4 separate regions of the Mus musculus genome follow, and regions 1, 3 and 4 are each linked to region 2. The links are chromatin contacts, called in public Hi-C and HiChIP or PLAC-seq maps. All regions are on one chromosome and are shown on one strand. The core of a region is the stretch at or near the end of the contact, and the rest is flanking DNA. Distances in the headings are between cores, read along the strand shown. Region 1 overlaps Ints9 (integrator complex subunit 9). Region 2 overlaps Hmbox1 (homeobox containing 1). Region 3 overlaps Ints9 (integrator complex subunit 9). Region 4 overlaps Gm36924 (a long non-coding RNA gene).

Region 1 (3,068 bases), core at 396-2,895, 180 kb before region 2:
TCTTCTAGGAACTGCTAACAAGTCCGCTGTGGGTCTGTACAACTCCTAGCCTACCTTTAGATTGACATTCCTTGAGAACCACTCCTGTGGACAACAATTCATTCTGAGGAAGAAACGAAGGGGTGGAAAGAAATGGGAGCAGGGAGGCTTCAAAGAGATACCAGAAGGCAGGACTCAAATGAGAAATGTACCCAAGTCCAACACTGAGTGGCCCCTTACCGAGGTTGCTGCAGAACTCGCCCACCATGCCGTCCGGGTTTGCAGTAGGGATCTGTGTCAGCCCTGTGAGAATCAGAACGTCACTGTTTTTGAGAGAAGCTTGGTCCATGGGCTAAAAGACAAAAGAAAGCTCTAATCAGAACTTATGAACCATGCAGGGACCAGAGCAAATGCTGCTCTTGCTGTGTCTAGTCCAGCAGCAAGCTCTCCCACAGGGAGTAACAGTCCTGCCATGACTGGCTGCCCACACCATATCCAGCTTCACAGAACTGGACATTTAAGATCACTCTTTCCCTATCTACACGTGTTTTTCAATCACAACTAAGGCTTCCTATGTCTACAGTGCTGCCCTCTTCAGAATGCCACGCACATGCATTCTACATGGTTTTAAACTTCAATATGGAGCAACCTAGAGAGTGCGCAGGACAAAGCTGCTGAGCTTGCTTCCACAGTTTCTGGTTTGTTTCAAGGTAGAGCCTGAGAATCTGCATTTCCAGCAAGTTCCCAGGGAATGCTCCTGCTGCTTGCCTGGGAATCACATGTGAACTGAGTAGCTGCGTTCTCAGAATAACTGTGAAGCACAGGAGAAAAGCACATGCGATGGGTAGACAGGCAGGGTGAGTTGCCTGTATCAAGGGTAGAAGAACCAGAAGGAACACCGGGTTAGAAACTTAGTCCTCTTCCCAATTCCACAACTAGCCTCATAACTTTGAGCCCAGTTCCCTATGAGATGGGACAGTCCTGACCTACTTCCCACCTCCTTTAGTTATGTTTTGTGAATCTTGGGAGCTCACACGCTCTCTCTGCTTGTAAATTGTGAACCCCACTGGCACACGACAATGAGTTCTTTAAGATGTTGGATTTGAACTGTGATTATTTCCAGAGCACTTAAAAACATTCTGCATAAACTAGGATTTGGTTGGAAGCAAAGTTGCAAGAACTGAGAGGCCAAAGAGTCCACAAATGTTTTCATCTTGTCCCGGAAAGCCCTGAGCCACATGCTTCACGAAAAAGTCTCATTCTACCTTTCCATGCCACAGTCTACTCCCCAGCAAAGAAAGAACACCCAAACAGAGCAGCCTAGCAAAGCTTCAAATCTACACTGCCACCTTTGAGTATCCGTACTCTTAAAAGATTCTGCTTTAACACTGAGTATGGAAATATGCAGGCACTGGCTTCACTATTTTGTTAAGTAACAAAGTGTGGTCCTGTTATAAACTTCTTTTACGGGGCACAGAGGGTTCAGTGTGTTACAGGCAGTGTGTGACTGGCTTCTTTCCTCTCCTCAGATATTCAGTAATATGTCTAGCAGCCCTTTCCCTTCCTGGGCAGAACGTCTCAGGTCCATACTTATGTTTCCACACTGTTTCCACAAAAGGAAGGAAGTGTGTGCTGGTTGGGGCACAACGGTTTTTATGGTAGCTATGCAATAAGCCTTGGACTGTTTCCTGTGTATACAGAAGGAAACTGAACTGGGGACAAAGGGGACCCGGCAGTGCAGTAAGTGGCATATTTGGCTTAAGACAGCAACCGTTTTATATATACATTAGACTTCTCTGAGATGAGGTAGACTTCACAGGACCCCAAAATTCCCTGAAAAGGCGTATGTGATTCTGCGTGCCTTTGCAGATTTAACTGGTGGTCAGAAAGGGCCATGACCCCTAAAAGTGTAAGAATGACTGATCCAGAAGAAAACACAGTGGGGACAAACCTCTGAGCCTCACCCATCAACACCATCTTTTGAAAATGAACACCCACAAACAAATGCCAGGCAGTGCCCTGGTGTGAGGACCACTGAGCTGGAACCATTACAAGACACTTGGTGTTCCGGTTTACAGATGTTTGTAATTTCAGCCCTGAGCAGAGTTAGTCTCATTGACTCCCAGAGCTCCAGGACAGATATAGGCTATAAAGACTTTAGTGACACCTTCCAATGCCAGGCAATACTTCAAATGTCTGTCCTTCTCCAAGGCAATGCAGGCATTGCTGGTGTCAGCAGCATTTGAGGAGTGATAAAAACACAAACAAAAAACTTATCTTGCTCAGCTCAAGAATTAAAAGCACCTCACTGATGGCTACACAGATGGAGTAAACTAGTAAAAACTGACACGCAGCGGGCTGGGAAGAAGGTTCAGGGTTAGGAGCACCAGCTGCTCTCGCGGAGGACTGGAGTTCAGATGCCGTAACCTACACAATGACTCAAATCCTCCACAGCTCTGGCTCTAGGGGATCTGATACCCTCCTCTGACCTCTGCAGGTACCAGGCCTGCATGCAGTATCCCCTTTTATGCATATAAGTGCATAAAATAAAAACTAAAACAAACGTCTAAGGCTAGTGAGAACTGTCTTTACCTAATTTGTTCTCTAATAATTAACTTTAATTTTTTGTTGTTGTTTGTTTCTTTGTTTGTTTGTGACAGAGTTTCTCTGTGTAGCCCTGCTAGTCCTAGAACTCTCTCTGTAGTCCAGGCTGGCCTTGAACTCATGGAGATCTGCCTGCCTCTGCCTCCCCAATGCAGGGATCAAAGGCATACACTACTGCCACCTGGCTAACTTTAATTTTATAAGCACACACTCACTTATAAAATAACAGGTTTGACTGTGACATTTCCCTTCACATCTAGAATCCATGTTGATCAGATTCATTTCTCCTCTGCCCTTCACTCCTCCCTCTTCCGTCTCTTTGTCTTTCCATTTGACTTCTATGTTTTTGTGAGTACAAGTGCAGTGGTGTGTATGTACACACATGTGCACATGAAGTGTGCATGCCTGTGTGCCCATGTGCAGAATCCAGTAGTACAAAGAGAAAAGCATAACTGGGAAAGGGCTGACGAGGACAGAATGATGTC
Region 2 (3,172 bases), core at 583-3,082:
GTTCCTTTCCGTCTCCACGCCCTCTGTCTACTTCCGTGCATTATCTCTAGTGGTTTCTTCTTTTTCTTTAATTTTTATTGTTACATGTGTATGAACATATAAATATATAAATACAAACTGCTGAATTTATACATTGCTCATATGTATATTTTTAGGGCTGACCAGTGGTATTGGCTAACCATTTTAGGGACTTGTCCCTGGATAAGACTGGTTCTCTCCATTTCAGCAGTCACTGGTAATTGATAGCTTCTCGTCTAGGGATGAGGCCTTGTGAGATCTCCCCCATTGTTGGCATGTCAACTGGTGTTGTCATTGCTTAGGTCTTGTTTGTGCAGCCATAATGTTGAGATTTCACAGGTTCAGCTTCCATGTCATATATAGAGGATATAATCTCAAAGCAGACATCTTGGTCCTTTGTGGCATTGAAATCCTCACACTTGCTTTGTCCTTGATGTTTCCTGAGTCATAAATATAAGGGCTGTGGTACAGATGTATCAGTTGGGGCTGAGGACCCAATTAAATGTTCTCTGCATTTTGAGCAGTTGGGGCTTTCTGTAATAGTCTCTATCTCCTGGAAAAAAAAAAAAAAAGCTTCTTTATGAGGAATGAAAGCTACCTTTATCTGTGGGTATAAGAATAAGTATTGGGAATGCTGCCATAGGTTATAGGTTCTGTGGGCTCACCAGCCACAAGTAGTTGACATTAGCTGACATGAATTTTGTCCCCTCAAATGGTCCATAAGGACAACTAGACAGCTATTGGTTACCACTAACATATAAGGGCCACTGGTGCACCTTTGAGGATATCTTGCCATGTTGGTCATTGCTGTGGCTCATAGGTGTCTTAGCTGGGCAGGACTATTGATTGCTTTTCTATCTTGGCAGTCTGCCCACCACTTTCCAGTACTATGATACCTAGACCACAGGGAGGATGATTCTGGGTCCTGTCTCCAGAGTCCAGAGCATCCTCAGCAATAGGAATTTACCTTTAGATTCTGGGAAGCAACTAAGGGCAACAGCAATAGCCTGTATTATTTTGGAAGTTGCTTAAGATCACTGAGCAACAACTTTAAAAGGATGTTTCTCATGCTTGGTAGGAGGGTTTGTGTTAGTCTCTGGCTCTTGGAGGGGAACATTATCAACCCCCACAGGTTATATTTTACACACACACACACACACATATACCTTCTTTCATGTACATATAACGTATGTAATTATAGGTAAACATAAATAATGATGCCTCCATTTCTCTCCCTCAGCACTGCCTTTACCCCACCGTATAAAAACAAACCTAAGAAATGAAGACATTTTAATTGTTTTATTGCTAAAGATCATTTCACACATAGATGCTCTCAAATAGGAGGTAGGACGATTAAACTCCATAGCATGTAGGCTAGCTTAATGTTAATGTTTTCTGAAGAAATCCACATGGAATTATGGGTAGTAGGAAGCAGTCCCGAAAGCTATTTCTAGATAACTAAAAGAGAGAAAGTGCAGCTCTCTTCTGCAGAGGTAGCCTGCAGGAGGACAGAGCGACGTGCCGTGCATGCGGCTCTATCCCCTCCTGTGGTTGGTCTCTGTTTTTTTCTGCATTCTCAAGATACAAAGCAGAATATTCAGTGGCTGCAGTGATTTAGGAGTTACTGGAACAACAGTGCTTCAGGAGCAGCTCCTTTTGTTCTTAGCTTCTGGCTTCTCATTTCCTGTACATTCTCTTCCCGTTTTTACCCTTCATCATACAGCAGTCATGTGATCTCCCTATGGGAAGCTGTGCACTGGTCGCTTAGCTGACAGTGTCCTTTGTGACGTGCAGTGTCCTCAGAGTTTGCCGTCTCTTTATGTTGCTATCCTCAGGCATGTGCTACATTTCTTTCTCTTTTGTACATTCCAGAGCGTCTAGGGCTGTAAGCATTTCCAATAGAAAGAAGAATGAAGTTCTAGGGTTTGATTTTGTGTCTCCTTTAGAAACTAGCAGCCAAGCTCTCCTACCTTAGAAATGTTTATTGGGTTTTGTTTGTTTGTTTGTTTGTTTTTTACAAAAAGCAAATAAGCAACAACAAAAAAATCTAAAAATTAAAGTGCCAGAAGGCGAATAATGTCTCATGCTACAGACAGAACTGTCTAAGGCTGTGTGAGTACCCCTGGACGGGTCCTGCCTCTTCTGTCTCTATGCCTTCATGGCTTCTCCTTAGCTATTGCCACAGCTACACACACGACTTCTGTGTCCATCACCACAGGAAATGCTGCTCTACAAAACAACTTTGACCCTTAGATCTCCCTGCTTTGAACCACAGCACCAAGATCCTTAAAAAGTTGGTTCCTCTCTTCACAACATGGGCTCAGTCTTTTCCACTTTGATCCGCTGCCCCTGTCAAGCACTGCACATACAGGGTGTGTTGGGCTCCCTCCCAATTTCAGTGTCAGGGGCTCCTTAGGATTCCTTTACTCTGCCTCTCATTATTTCCCTATGCCCAAATCCCTGTCCTGAAAGCTCTCACTCTTTTCTTGAGACCCTGTTCTGCCGTCAGCTCTCGTCTGCTATAGTAGTGCTTTTGTGCCTACAGTACTGGGGTTGTTCCCTTACAGTTCTGTATTTACCTCGGTCTGCTGTGACCACACCCGGAAGTTCTCTCTGGTTCATCCTTGCCACCCCTGATAGTCAGCTATATAGTAGAAACTAGGGTTTGTTACAGGGTGATTAAAGGCGTGATTAAGAAAGTACAGAATTGCCTATTTGCTGACTTCCTTGATAGTCCAGCTTGGTTGCATATAGTTTAAAAGAAACACCGTTCTGATGTAACTGTAGTCATCTATGTCTCCACTGCTAAAACCACCAAACATACCTGAAGCAGACACCATGGAGCACGCTGGGACCCTGAAGCTGTCTCTGCGGGAACTGCTGGTGCTGGTTCCTCCAGAAGCCTTGCTTAGAGCCTCTGCTTTCGTTCACCAGACTCCTCTTTACGTTCCTTCTTCCATTTCTTTATTCACACATCTCTTGAGTAAACAGATACACACTTGTTAGTCTCTACCATGACCAGCCAGACTCCTTCTGTGAATAACTGGAAAACTGGCCATTTTTTTTCTTTGACACTTCCCTTTCTCTAAGCAGCATTCCCTCTCACCAAGCGCATAAGGCTTTTGTTGCACTAGTCACTATGGTGCGATCCTAG
Region 3 (3,280 bases), core at 170-2,669, 140 kb before region 2:
GGCTGGAGAGATGGCTTAGCGGGTAAGAGCACTGACTGCTCTTCCAAAGGTCCTGCGTTCAAATCCCAGCAACCACATGGTGGCTCACAACCACCCGTAATGAGATCTGACGCCCTTTTCTGGTGTGTCTGAAAACAGCTACAGTGTACTTACATATAATAATAAATAAATCTTTGGGCTGGAGCGAGCAGAGTTGACCAGAGTGAGCAGGACAGAGGTCTTAAAAATTCAATTCCCAACAATCACATGAAGGCTCACAACCATCTGTACAGCTACAGTGTACTCACATACATAAAATAAATAAATAAATCTTAAAAAAAAAAAAAAAGAAATCCTACCTTATTCTTTGCCACCCTGAGCCACTGAGCTAAATGTGCTAATATGGAACTATGACACCCCTACTAAAAAATTTTGGGGTCAGGCTCTCTAGTCAGAGACTTCTTTAAATATATTGCAAGTCGGGCATGGTGGCGCACGCCTTTAATCCCAGCACTTGGGAGGCAGAGGCAGGTGGACTTCTGAGTTCGAGGCCAGCCTGGTCTACAAAGTGAGTTCCAGGACAGCCAGGGCTATAGAGAAACCCTGTCTCGAAAAAACCAAAAATAAATAAAATAAATATATTGCAATTTTATTTGTTAATCTTCTACTTTCTTCCATTTTTTAGCTTGATTCCATGTTATAGAACTGTTAAAATGTGCCAATCATGTTCACAGTCAAAGTAACTACACAGCTGGGTAAGATAAGAAGGGCAGAGAGTCTATAGCAAGTGTGTAAAAAAAATCTGTAATATAAATAGTAAAGGCATTTTCAGGCTGGAGGGCGACTAGGTACCACACATAGCTGAGATTGTGACACCTGGGGCTCTCACTCCTTTGGACTCTAGTCCTGTGCCTTGCACTTCCAAGAAAACAAGTCAAGATTCAAAGAGAAGTTTTTATAAAGCAATACCCCAGTCAAGAGATGCTCAGAAGGGGTAGAAATGCTCACAGTGAACAACAATGGCTGAAGGAAGTAATACAGGTCAGAGTTGGCTGGGGATTGTAGGCTGTCGGGCACCAGAGAGTGATAAATATGAAGAAGTTAGAATAGATGAGAAAAGTTCAGACCTATGCATGTGACTGTTTATGCAAAAGGGAGCAAATTACCCCATTTCTCCCTATCTCTAATTCTTAAATAATCCCCCATCCTATACATCCATTTAGTTCTCTTTTCCCCCTTCCTATTTGTCTTAGTGATACAGCCTAAGAGACAATGCTTCAGTAAGCTATCTTAGTTTGTGGAGAGGAAAAAAAAAATCAAAATCTGGTAAATGCTAAAGCTAAAACTTACGATAAAGCACACTAAAATGCACAACTGACCCTGGACTGCTCAAAGCACTGCCTGTCCCGTGAGGATGATGAGTCTTCCCAGTTCCTTTTTCCATGTGGTTTCTAAAGCAATGAAGGCATAGCGCACAGCTGGAAAGGATGCAGCCTGTGGGCTGAGGACACAATAGTAATTATGTTGGGGGCCATGTAAGATGAGCTTTAGAATTCGTGGAACACAGCCCACCAGTTAGCACAACCATGATGGGTGTGCCTTGCTCAGAGAGGCAGAGGAACTAGGACTGTGTGTCCTGTTACTTTAGCGGTCACCATGTCCATCCTAATCTATGAACTGTATAAAAACTCTGAGAGGGTTTCCAGCTCCTTCTGGGCAGTGTCACTGGCACTTACAGTAATGGTGATTGATCTATTCCATTGCTGCTGGAGCTGATGAATGATTCAACCACCACCCTCAGAAAGAATGTAGCCATGTGGATTGTTTCTATCACCCACCACCCTTAGAAAGAATTTGGAGATGTAAACTGTTAGTGAAGTCAGGTTAAGAAGTTTCTGTTCGTAGCTCTGATATAGAAAGTCTTAGGGAACAACTAACCACTTAGAAGGCACACTTCTGATTATCGAATGAGGGATGTGTTTGAGGTCAGGGAGGAAGAGCAATGGCAGCCCGACTAGCATGGCTGACCCGCTTGTCCTACTGAAGCTGTGCTGCTATCAAGATGATGATTAATTTCTTGTACCCAGTTCTGCCTTCAGCTTCCTGATAAAATTAAAAAAAAAATTGCTAACGCGTAGGTGTGCATGCTGAGGATTTAAAGTAGAAATGACTGGGTCTTTTCTTTTTTCTTTATAAAAGTTTAGATTTGTGATACTTTTAAGGTTTTTTATAAGATTACTTTTTAAGATAAATAATAAAATAATTGATCCTTTCTTTGTGACTGCAAATCGCAGCCTGCCAGTAAGAGAAAGGAGCTGAGAAAGTTACCTTGCTTGCTTACCCCTTATTAATCTATAACAAGTTGCTTAGTTATGAACATGTGTGGGCTCTTGGAAATTATTATTTTTTTATCCATTTTATTATTTGGGGGTATCAGGGAACAAGTTTTTTCTTACATATATTCATTGTAATTGTTCACTTAAAGAAAAATAGAATGTAACTACGTTGTGATTTTTGAACTGCTTGAAAGATTTTGCTGGGATATATGAGCTGTGAGAGAGAAAATAAAGTTGTTGGAGCTTTGCTTCACCCACCAGGTGTGTGTCTGTCTGTGTCTGTGTGTTCCCTCGCCCTTGTCACCGGCCCTACAGGCCCCAGAGGGAAGGGTTAGTTTTATTCCCCCTGAGAAAAGTCTGCCAACTGATCAATCACTAATGCTCCAGCCTGCCTCAATTTACCTACCAGGTCAAAGCTGGACTTTGACACAAGTGTGCTTGCTTTGAACACTGGGCGTCAGGGTTCTAGCAATTCTACAGCTACAATGCTTTTATTTCTGTGAGACAGACAGGATCTCTGAGCAAAGTCTTGCTATTTCAGCACAGAACAGAACAAAACAAAACAAAACAAAAAAACAACAAAATATTCCAAGCTGGCACCATCCCAGCATCCTACAACATACTTCTTATTTCTGTACTTCTGACTATTTCCTTTAAACATCAGCCACTTTTTGTGGTTGGTTTGTAAAGGAAGAGAAAAAGCGCAGGCATAGGGCATTTGTGTCTGTAATTCAGGCCCTCAGGAAGCTGAGGTAGAAGGACTGCTGTGAGTGAATGAAGCCAGCCTGGGCTACATAGTAAGAGCTTCCTCAAGTAAACAAACTAAGAGTGGGCAAGACAGCTTCTAGGGTAAATATACCTGCTCCCTAGTCTGAGGACTTGAGTTAGTCCCAGAGCCCAGAACCTACATCCTGGGAAGTAAACTGTGTTCAGTGGTCAGTGTCGGAGTGAATGCTCAGTGCCAC
Region 4 (2,969 bases), core at 304-2,803, 210 kb after region 2:
CTCCCTCTCTCCATCCCCCCCTTCATCCCTTTCTTTCTAGAGATTTTTGGGTTTGGGTTTCTTTCTAAAGATTTACTTATTTCAGTTTTACGTTTTGTTTTGTTTTGTTTTTTGCCCTGATCACTTGCATGCAGTACCAGCAATGGCCAGAAGAGGGTACTGGACCAGAAGAGGGTACTATGGCTGGAGTTACAGACAGTTGTATGCCACTGTATGAGTGCTGGGAACTGAATCCAGGTCCTCAAGAAGAGCAGTCAGTGCTCTTGACCTCTGAGCCTTTTCTCCAGCCCAAGAAAACTCTTAAAGGTTCCATTCTCACATAGCCACAGTGGAGGCCAGACTTCCAACATGGGTTCTGCGGAAGGATAAACTATATTCAAACACAGTTGGTCTTGTCCCCCTCCCCTCCCCCCCACCCGGGCCCTGTAATTAGCTCGGGCTATGTAGTGAGATTCTGTTTCAAAACAAAACAAAACAAAACGACACAACACAACACCCAAAACCAAAACCAATAGTAGGGAGCTGGGGCTGTAGCTTAGTAGGTAGAACACTTTCCTCACACGCTTGAAGCCTGGTTTATGTCTGTAGTGTCAAATAAACTGGGCATGGTGCTGAAAAACCAGCACTTCCTGTGAAGGTAGGAGAATTAGAAGTTCAAAGTTACCCTCAGTTACATAGTGATTTTGACACCAGACGGGGCTTGGTGAGACCCAGTCTACAGAACAAAACCCAAACCCTCCATACTTTCCTGTGTGACTTCCAAGGTAGCTCAGGTGAGTGCCTGGAGAGATGGCTCAGCAGTGTAGAGTCTTTGCTGCTCGTGCAAAAGACCCGGGTTCTGTTCCCAACACCCACACAGAGGCTCATAACTGGCTGTAGTTCCAGTTCCAGGGAATCTAATACCCTTTTCTGACCTCCACAGGCACCAGGTACATATGTGGTGCATACATATACATGCAGGCAAAATACACATAAGCATAAAATAACACAAGAAATAAATCTATGAACAAGTAAATCTATTAAATAAGTAAAGAGTAACCGGCAAACAAATAAACAAATGCTCACCCGACTGGCACAGGTCTAATTGTCCAGTTCCTGAAAGGTCAGGATCAGAAACTGCCTGTCTCTCCTGGGGTTAACCTGTCTTTATTCTCTAGCTAGGGTGTTTATTCAGCATTTTAGGAGGAGAAAGCCACCCAGGTGTTGTATCTATAGGCCAATGAGATGAGAGAGGACCCTGATGGGCCAGGTAGGAGGTAAGAAGACCCCAATTCATCATCGTAGCTGTACATAATATACCCTGAACTAGAGCCTGCTTTGGCCAACCAGAGGTCAGCAGACAGGAAGGGCACTCAGCTGAGGTGACCTGCAGTGCTTGTGTATGTGGAGTGAAGGAGCCAGCCTGGTCCAAACCAAGGGAAACATAGAGAGTGAGCGACAATAGTAACCATGAGGTGTCTTATAAGGCGTGGTGTGTCTTATAAGGCGTGGTGTGGTGCGGGGGAGGGAAGGAGGACACTGTTGTACAGGGCGGGAGCAGAGGGCAGAGTGGCAGGGCAGACGTGCCTGGCGGTGTGATGGGGGCTGGGCAAAGTGATCACACCCAGCCAGACTCTGCTGTGAGTGTAGAGCTGAGAGGATTTCCTGTTGGTCATGGGATAAAGAAGGCACTATCGTCTTCACCCAGTGCTCAGTCCAGTGGTGGCATAGAGTACATTCACGCGGAGCACCGTGCATGCGTGCGGGGGTGGGGGGCGGAGCAGGGAGGGGGAAGAGAGGAGGAGGAGGGGAAGGGGAGAGGGATCTTTCATGTAGCCAGACTAGCCTCAGATTCCCATCGGTTACAGGTAGTTGCTGCCATACTTAGCATTAGCATCCGCGGAGCCGTGTGATGGGTAAATCTGCTCCATCTGAGCTGGGTTTTCATAGCTCCCATGACCTTGACCTTCAGGGAAGAAATCCTCAATCCTTGTTCCAGTTATAAAATTCCAGTTATAAAACTGGAATGCCTCGCCTGCCCTTTAAATCAATCCCCAGACTTGTGAGATGGCCCAGAGGATAAAGGCACTTGCAGGCACTTGCTGTGCAAGTTCTATGACCTGCGTTCATCCTTGTTACCCACACAACAGAAGGAGAGAGCAGCCTTCAAAACGTTTTTCTCTTACCTCTACCCAATACACCCTGGCATGAGTGTGCACTTCCACTCATACATAGAACAATTAAAATTAAAAATGAAATACACACACCACTCATGATGGCACCAAGCCTTTAATGCCAGAGCTCAGGAGGCAGATGCAGATGGAGCTCTGTGATCAGCCTGGTCTACATAGTAAGTTCCAGGAAGGCCAGGGCCACAAAACCAACCAACCAAACAAACAAACAGGAAAACCCCCAAACAAAAAACAAAACAAAGCAAAAAAAAATTATACACAAACCACAACTAATTCTCCCTTTCCTTTTCCTTGGTCATTACATTCTACTTCCTCTCTATGAACTTCACTGCCCTGGGGATCTCGTATGAGAGGAGTCATGTAGAATTTGCCCCTGTGACTGATTTAATTCTTTTAACCCAACATCCTTCAGGTTCTCCCAAGGTGCACTTCGGTGTTTAGCTGCTTGGAGGTAGTTTGCAAAGGCAGGGACTGCGGGGTGGGCCTTTCTCTGCTTTGCGGGCCGTGAGCGCCTCCTTGAGGCCATACGCAGAATCTTGTCCCTGAATTACTGCTAAAATGATGGTTGACCGGAAAAGTACGCACTTGGTTATATTTTAGCTTTTGTAGGTGAGTTGGCAAAGATGACCCTGAAGGAATGGCTCTGAGATAGGGAGTATAATATAACAGAAACTTTGAAAAGGATTGAGGCTCTCTTCCCTGAATGTCAAGGTCACAGGAGTTATGAAAACCGGGCACAAGCAGAGTATTTATACCAATCAACCCAGAGCAGCCAACTCGACAGAACTTGGAGACAAA

The links. A called contact is a pair of places that touch in the nucleus more often than the background predicts. HiChIP or PLAC-seq counts read pairs in DNA pulled down with a chosen protein or histone mark.
Region 1: a contact with region 2 is called in an H3K27ac HiChIP or PLAC-seq map of the HPC-7 cell line, with 6 times the contacts expected there. The contact joins two enhancer-like sites. A contact is called at or near these places in 2 of 484 Hi-C or Micro-C datasets (bone marrow-derived macrophages and embryonic stem cells), 3 of 115 datasets of contacts at active chromatin or transcription factors (the HPC-7 cell line, bone marrow-derived macrophages and cardiomyocytes) and 1 of 9 other capture datasets (adipose tissue).
Region 3: a Hi-C map of bone marrow-derived macrophages shows a contact between it and region 2, with 25 read pairs. The contact joins two enhancer-like sites. A contact is called at or near these places in 2 of 484 Hi-C or Micro-C datasets (bone marrow-derived macrophages and nephron progenitors), 3 of 115 datasets of contacts at active chromatin or transcription factors (the HPC-7 cell line, bone marrow-derived macrophages and cardiomyocytes) and 2 of 9 other capture datasets (adipose tissue and liver).
Region 4: a contact with region 2 is called in a Hi-C map of bone marrow-derived macrophages, with 23 read pairs. The contact joins two enhancer-like sites. A contact is called at or near these places in 2 of 15 datasets of contacts at CTCF or cohesin (large pre-B cells and stem cell-derived epiblast-like cells), 19 of 484 Hi-C or Micro-C datasets (the CH12 cell line, the HL-1 cell line, Sertoli cells and 9 more), 8 of 115 datasets of contacts at active chromatin or transcription factors (cardiomyocytes, double positive thymocytes and embryonic stem cells) and 3 of 9 other capture datasets (adipose tissue, liver and pancreatic islet).

The regions. Positions count from the first base shown.
Region 1 is chr14:65,013,793-65,016,860 of GRCm38.p6, reverse strand. Ints9 (integrator complex subunit 9) reads right to left here. Exons shown (of 17, transcript NM_153414.5): 9 at 220-331. Among named protein-coding and RNA genes, the nearest start is that of Gm52118, 31 kb to the left of the region's middle. Within about 2 kb of position 1,645, at least 36 of the 459 cell types and tissues checked have an H3K27ac peak or open chromatin away from gene starts, as enhancers often do. A contact at or near this core is called in the HPC-7 cell line, where this site is marked.
Region 2 is chr14:64,833,256-64,836,427 of GRCm38.p6, reverse strand. The region is part of intron 6 of Hmbox1 (homeobox containing 1); the gene reads left to right. Among named protein-coding and RNA genes, the nearest start is that of Gm26225, 81 kb to the right of the region's middle. Within about 2 kb of position 1,832, at least 113 of the 459 cell types and tissues checked have an H3K27ac peak or open chromatin away from gene starts, as enhancers often do. A contact at or near this core is called in the HPC-7 cell line and bone marrow-derived macrophages, where this site is marked.
Region 3 is chr14:64,968,795-64,972,074 of GRCm38.p6, reverse strand. The region is part of intron 1 of Ints9 (integrator complex subunit 9); the gene reads right to left. Among named protein-coding and RNA genes, the nearest start is that of Ints9, 20 kb to the right of the region's middle. Within about 2 kb of position 1,419, at least 11 of the 459 cell types and tissues checked have an H3K27ac peak or open chromatin away from gene starts, as enhancers often do. A contact at or near this core is called in bone marrow-derived macrophages, where this site is marked.
Region 4 is chr14:64,626,920-64,629,888 of GRCm38.p6, reverse strand. The region is part of intron 1 of Gm36924 (a long non-coding RNA gene); the gene reads right to left. Among named protein-coding and RNA genes, the nearest start is that of Gm36924, 3.8 kb to the right of the region's middle. Within about 2 kb of position 1,553, at least 42 of the 459 cell types and tissues checked have an H3K27ac peak or open chromatin away from gene starts, as enhancers often do. A contact at or near this core is called in bone marrow-derived macrophages, where this site is marked.